2 separate regions of the Mus musculus genome follow, and region 2 is linked to region 1. The links are chromatin contacts, called in public promoter capture Hi-C maps. All regions are on one chromosome and are shown on one strand. Each heading gives the region's core, a stretch centred on a gene start, on an enhancer-like site or on the middle of the called end of the contact. The rest is flanking DNA. Distances are from core to core; before and after follow the strand shown.

Region 1 (2,893 bases), core at 215-2,714:
TGTGTGTATAGTATGTATGTATGTATTGTGTATATGTATGTATGATATGTATGTATTGTATGTATGTATGCATGAATGATACATATGTATCTATGATATGTATGTATATATAGATATATATTCATGTGTATATGGTATGTATGTGTGATATGTATGTATTGTATGTATGCATGCATGTATTATATGTATGCATGTATGTATGATACATATATCTATGATATGTATGTATATGTATATATATATGTATGTATGGTATGATATGATGGTAGGTATGATATGTATGTATATGTATGCATGTATGATATGTATGTATGATATGTATGTATGTACTATATGTATGTATGATATGTATGTGTATGTATCTATATGTATGTATATGTATGTGTGTATGGTATGTATGTGTGTATTATGCATATGTATGTATGATATGTATGTATTGTATGTTTGTATGATACATATGTATCTATGATATGTATGTATATATAGGTATATATATTCATGTGTATATGTTATGTATGTGTGATATGTGTGTATTGTGTGTATGCATGCATGTATTATATGTATGCATGTATGTATGATACATATATATCTATGATATATATGTGTATATATATGTATATATGTATGGTATGATATGGTGGTAGGTATGATCTGTATGTATATGTATGCATGTATGATATGCATGTATGATCTGTATGTATGTACTATATGTATGTATGATATGTATGTATATGTATGCAGCATATCTAAAGTAGATAGATCCACAAGCAGAACATAGACTAGTGATGGGAACAATTGTGACAGCTGAAGGGAAGACAGTTTCTGAGGGGAGGATTGATAACTGTAAAATGCTGGGCATGCACCAGAAACTGTTTAACTGGCTTGTACACAGTAGAAGGATGAGTCTTACAACATGTAAATTGCCTAGCAACTTTTCAAAAGATCTGTGTGTGTATATGTGTATGTGCACTGCTGCCTGCAGAGAGCAGAAGAGAGTATCAGAGCTCCCTGGAGCTGAAGTTACAAGTGGTTGTACGCTGCCCTACTTAGGTGCTGTGAGCCCAACTTCCACCCTGTGCTGGAGCACCAAGAGCTTTTAACCACGGAGCCATCTCTGCAATCCCCGACTCCAATCTTCCCATGAAGAACGAAGCCGTTGGCTAGTCTCCACACTCTTCTAAGACAACCTCGTCAGTCAGCAAGAGACTGCACTTGAACCCTGGGGCTGACTGATCTGAGCTTCACTGGTCTTGAACTGACAAGATCGGCTCCATGGAAGATTTAAATCGGAGGCTCCTTAAAGAGCCAGGTGATTATCCCAAAATGTCTCGTCCTCAGAGCAATTTCTCACGCACAAAACACAGAGGTGGTGTTAGCATTTCTTCTAGGTGCGGCCCAACAGTTACTTAGCAACAGCCAGGTACAAGCCTGGCTTGCTATAAAAGGATTGCTTGGCCTCCCTGGCCTCTCTCTCTGACCCCTTTCCCTCTCTCTGGACTCTCTCTCTCTCCTGTCCTCTCCACGGCCCTCTCCACAGGATCCCAGCTGGCCTGTTCCCTTCTTCACTCTCCTTTCTCTTTCCGTCCCTCCCTGTCCCTTTCTTTCCCACACTCCCTTCTCCCCCTGCTTCTCACGCCCCAAAATAAACTTCATTTTATCCTAGACCTGTGTGGGGTACCTCAGGAAGGGCTGCCTCAGCATGGACCCACTAAGGCACCCTCTCCAGCCACATTATGCCAACGGTTTTACAAAACATATCAGGTACATAAAGTAAGGAGTCGGGGCTGAGAGATGGCTCAGCAGTTAAAAGCACTGACTGCTCTTCCAGAGGTCCTGAGTTCAATTCCCAGCAACCACATGGTGGCTCACAACCATCTGTGATGAGATCTGATGCCCTCTTCCGGTGTGTCTGAAGACAGCTACAGTGTGCGCATATAAATAAATAAACCTTTGAGGAGGAACAGTGATAAATACAGGACCCTGTGGTCAGAAACTGACAGAACACACACAGAAAGAGAAACCGAAGGATCTTCTTCTAGGCAAACTCAGAGCCTCCCCCGACCTCATCACACATGGAGCCCATGCACAGTGCCCTCCGGTCAAGCTGAGCAGTGTTCAGTTCCATGCTTCAAAACTGACGTCTTAGTTGGACACAATGGCTCACGTCTGAAATCCCAATACTCGGCACTCTGAGGCAGGGGATTGCCCTGTGTTCAAGGCTTTCTTGGGCTACAGAGGGAGACCTTGTTTTCAAAAACTGCTCTTGTGAGTGTGTGTGCATGCAGACACACAAACAGGAGAGAGAGAAAGAAGAAATAAATAAATAAAAATATGTAAAACCCTGCTGACTTGAACGCCGGGCAGCCAGCTGAAGCGTGTAACAGACAGTGTGCTGGGGCCGTGCACGTGCACAGCAATGGGACAGGGCTGTGCTCAGAGGAGATACTAATGCAGGGGTGGGCTTTCCAGATGAAGGTAAGTGGAGCCAAGCAAAGGAGCAGAGCAAAGTAGGCCTGGCTCCTGAGAGAGGCCACGGCTGCACACAGCACCTGCTCCAGGGCAGAGGAGCCAATGGTTAAATCCCCACACACCATTGAAGAAACAAAGGAAGTTCGAGGACAGGAAAAGGCCACGGAACAACACAGACACACCCCTGATCGAGTTTCTCACCTAAGTGCACTTCCTTTCTCTAAGAACGAGGTCCGGGAGCCTCGGACCGTGGAAACTCCTCCAAGCAGTGCAGGGGCTCCGATCAAAGTGAATACCGGAGTATCCACTGACACCCCACAGGGGTGGGGTCACCTTCCAGCCGGTAAAGGCAAACAGGACGCTTCAGATGTGCACTGGGAGATGGAGACAAAAGAGTAGAGAAGAAAGGGGAAGCCATGCAAGA
Region 2 (2,893 bases), core at 242-2,741, 180 kb after region 1:
CCGTTTGAGGGAGAAAGCCCATGTTTTTGTAACTGAATCTTTGTTCTCAGTGTGTTCTGAACCAGCAGGATCAGGACCTCAAGAATTAATAAGAAACTAGTCTTTCTTTAGCAAATAGGAGTACAGAGTTTTATTAAGCATGTATTGGTAGTTGTGGAATTTGAGACTGGACACTATTTAACATTTCCATGTTCACATATCTCAAAACCAGCAGTTACTTAAGGAGCTGGGGTCTGGGAGTGGCGCTGACCCTCGCCCTCCAGGAAGGGAACCAGCATTGCCTCCGGTGTGTCTCTGCCACACTGCCTGAAATTCAGGCAGGTGGTCAATCCAGATGCCTTTAATGGCCAGCCACGGGCATCTTATTTGTATTTCTAGAAACAAAACCTACTGGGCTTGCCAGCTAAAACATATGCAGGCTTCTTGTAGGTAGGTAACTGTGTAGGCTGAAGCGTGTGGTACAGAGTTCTTCTGAGTACCTTCCTGCAGGGAGTGCATGTGGTCGCCTGTGGCTGTGCTGTGAGGACGCCGCTCCCTGGACTTGAGCTGCTGCGTATGCTGAGACACCGTCAGGTTCTTTTCCTCTCTAGAAAGTATTGCCATGATTATTCATATATTTTCTAAAATGCTTCTAGATCTCAAAGACGGAATTAGACTGGTTCCTCCAAGATTTGGACAGAGAGATTAAAAAGTGGCAACAAGAGAAAAAAGAAATCCAAGAAAGATTAAAAGCCCTGAAGAAAAAAATTAAAAAGGTTATCAATACCAGTGAAATGTAAGTAACAGTTAAAAGACGGCTGACATTATTTTAATATCCTGACGTTTCTGATTCTTGTCATTTCTTCTTCGTGTTGAATTTCATAAGTATAGACCTTTATAGGGGCTGGAGAGATGACTCGGTGTTAAGAGCATTGGATGCTCCTCCTGAGGGTCCAAGTTCAGTCCCCAGCAGCCATGTGGCAGCTCACAACTGTCTGTAACCCAGCTTCAAGCAATTTGACACCTTCACACTGCAGACAACACACCAGTGCGCATAAAATAAGAATAAATAAATCATTTTTAAAAGACCTTTGTAGATACTACTTTCACAGTAGTTTTATATCATTTAAAAAACATTAGTTGAAAAGTTCTCTCACCGAGAAATTTGTCTGAGCTGGCATGTTTTCAGGTAAATTGCATAAAAGTGAGAGTAGCCTAAAACCAAGTCTTTAAAGGCCCAGCTGCTGTTCGGGGGAGCGTTACTGTGAACGTTAGCTTTTCTTTTTACCGACCACAGAGGGGGTAAGTCTACATGTAAAGTTGTGTCCAACATGAAGGCTCAGGGGTAATGATTAACCATAAATCTTGAGATTGTTAGCATTTGGTCTTGTGATATGCAGGGTTTGTTAGTAACTGCAGGTCTTGGGCATAATTGTCACAGAGGCTTTATCTGAGGCAGTCTCAGAGTATTGTCCATTGCTTAGATCAGAGTGACCTGTGTCCCATGTCTATGAGGAATTGTCTTGGTTAGTGACTGCCTTCCCACCCTGTACTGAGCGGTACCATCCCTAAGTGCATGGGCCTGGACTGTGTAAGAAATCTATAGCTCAGTGTGAGCCAGCGATGTGGTGAGCCGGAGAGTGAGGCAGCAAGCAGCTCTCCGTGTGTCTGTCTGCTCATGCTTGAGGCCCTGCCTTGACTTCCCTCTGTGATGGCCTCCTACTTAGAAGTGGGAGCTGACACAAACCCTTTGCCCTAAGTTTGGTTCAGTTATGACGTATATCTCAGTGTTGTAGTCACTGTTGTATTGCTCTGAAGAGACCTTGACCACAGCAACTCTTACAAAAGAAAGTGTTTAATTGGGGTGTGCTTTCTGTGTCAGAGGCATGGTCCAGTGTTAGCATGGTGGGGAGCACGGGGAGGTGGGTGCTGAGAGCAGTACTGAGAGCTGCATCCTGATCCATGGGAGGAAAAGGAGACATCTGGGCCTGGCATGAGTTTTCAAAAACCTTAAAGCCTACCTCCAGTGACGCAGTTCCTCCAGCAAGGCCACACCTATTCAAGGCCATGCCTTTTAACCCTTGTGATTCTTTGAAATAGTTCCACTTCCTGGTGACCATACAATCAAATGAGTCTATGGGGGCCTCAAGCCTCCATACACAGCAACAGAAAATAATCTAGAACAAGCCCTGACTCTCTGTGACCCATTCCTAAACTCCTGCTGTTCAGCACACTTCTATACGATCCCTTAGTTTAGTTTCTGCTGCTGTAGCAAGACACCAAGCTCAGGAACTTACCAGCTGTTGTGTTTGCTGATGATCTAGCAATCTGGACTGGGAGCCTGGCTGAACCATGCTTCTGTCATCGCCAGTGGCCCTATATGTAACTGTTCTCCTGAAGGTTAACAGTATGTGACAGCATCACCAGAATTATGTCATTTGATTACATACAAGTAGTTTCATGGAAACAATAAGTAAAACTTGCTCTAAAGGGATGGTCTAAGTTCACAGGGTGCTTCTGTGAGCATGGGTGCAGTTTACTGTGTGAAGTTGTAGTAAAAAACCTGAGAGGTAATGAAGCGTGTGTGACTGCTTTTACAGGCCTGCCCAGAAAAATGATGGATTCGATAAGGAATGTGAACCACATCCGGACCAGTCCCTTGGATTCAGGCAACTAAGCTTTAATTATTCTTAGTCGGTCTCACTAGACTTCTAAGTATATTGTTGTTTATTTGTTTCTCTTAGACACTTCTGAAGACTTGAATATGTATATATTTCAGGTCTCTACTCTTTATTTCCCATTGTCAGTATAAAAATGCCTAGACTTAACTACTTTGATTGACTCTTTTTTTGTTTATTTGTTTTGTTTTAAGTAGGGTCTCAACTGTGTAATCCTGGCTGTCCTAGAACTCCCT

What was found. Capture Hi-C pulls out chosen DNA fragments and counts their contacts.
Region 2: a contact with region 1 is called in a promoter capture Hi-C map of pancreatic islet. The contact joins two enhancer-like sites. A contact is called at or near these places in 4 of 39 promoter capture datasets (hippocampal neurons, liver and pre-B cells), 3 of 15 datasets of contacts at CTCF or cohesin (the NIH/3T3 cell line, large pre-B cells and pro-B cells), 36 of 484 Hi-C or Micro-C datasets (B cells, the Ba/F3 cell line, the C10 cell line and 25 more) and 4 of 9 other capture datasets (adipose tissue, embryonic stem cells, liver and 1 more).

Annotation. Positions count from the first base shown.
Region 1 is chr16:94,271,422-94,274,314 of GRCm38.p6, forward strand. The region is part of intron 2 of Hlcs (holocarboxylase synthetase (biotin- [propriony-Coenzyme A-carboxylase (ATP-hydrolysing)] ligase)); the gene reads right to left. Among named protein-coding and RNA genes, the nearest start is that of Hlcs, 17 kb to the right of the region's middle. Within about 2 kb of position 1,465, at least 2 of the 459 cell types and tissues checked have an H3K27ac peak or open chromatin away from gene starts, as enhancers often do. A contact at or near this core is called in pancreatic islet, where this site is marked.
Region 2 is chr16:94,450,385-94,453,277 of GRCm38.p6, forward strand. Ttc3 (tetratricopeptide repeat domain 3) reads left to right here. Exons shown (of 46, transcript NM_009441.2): 36 at 636-775; 37 at 2,580-2,648. Among named protein-coding and RNA genes, the nearest start is that of Gm23692, 23 kb to the left of the region's middle. Within about 2 kb of position 1,492, at least 31 of the 459 cell types and tissues checked have an H3K27ac peak or open chromatin away from gene starts, as enhancers often do. A contact at or near this core is called in pancreatic islet, where this site is marked.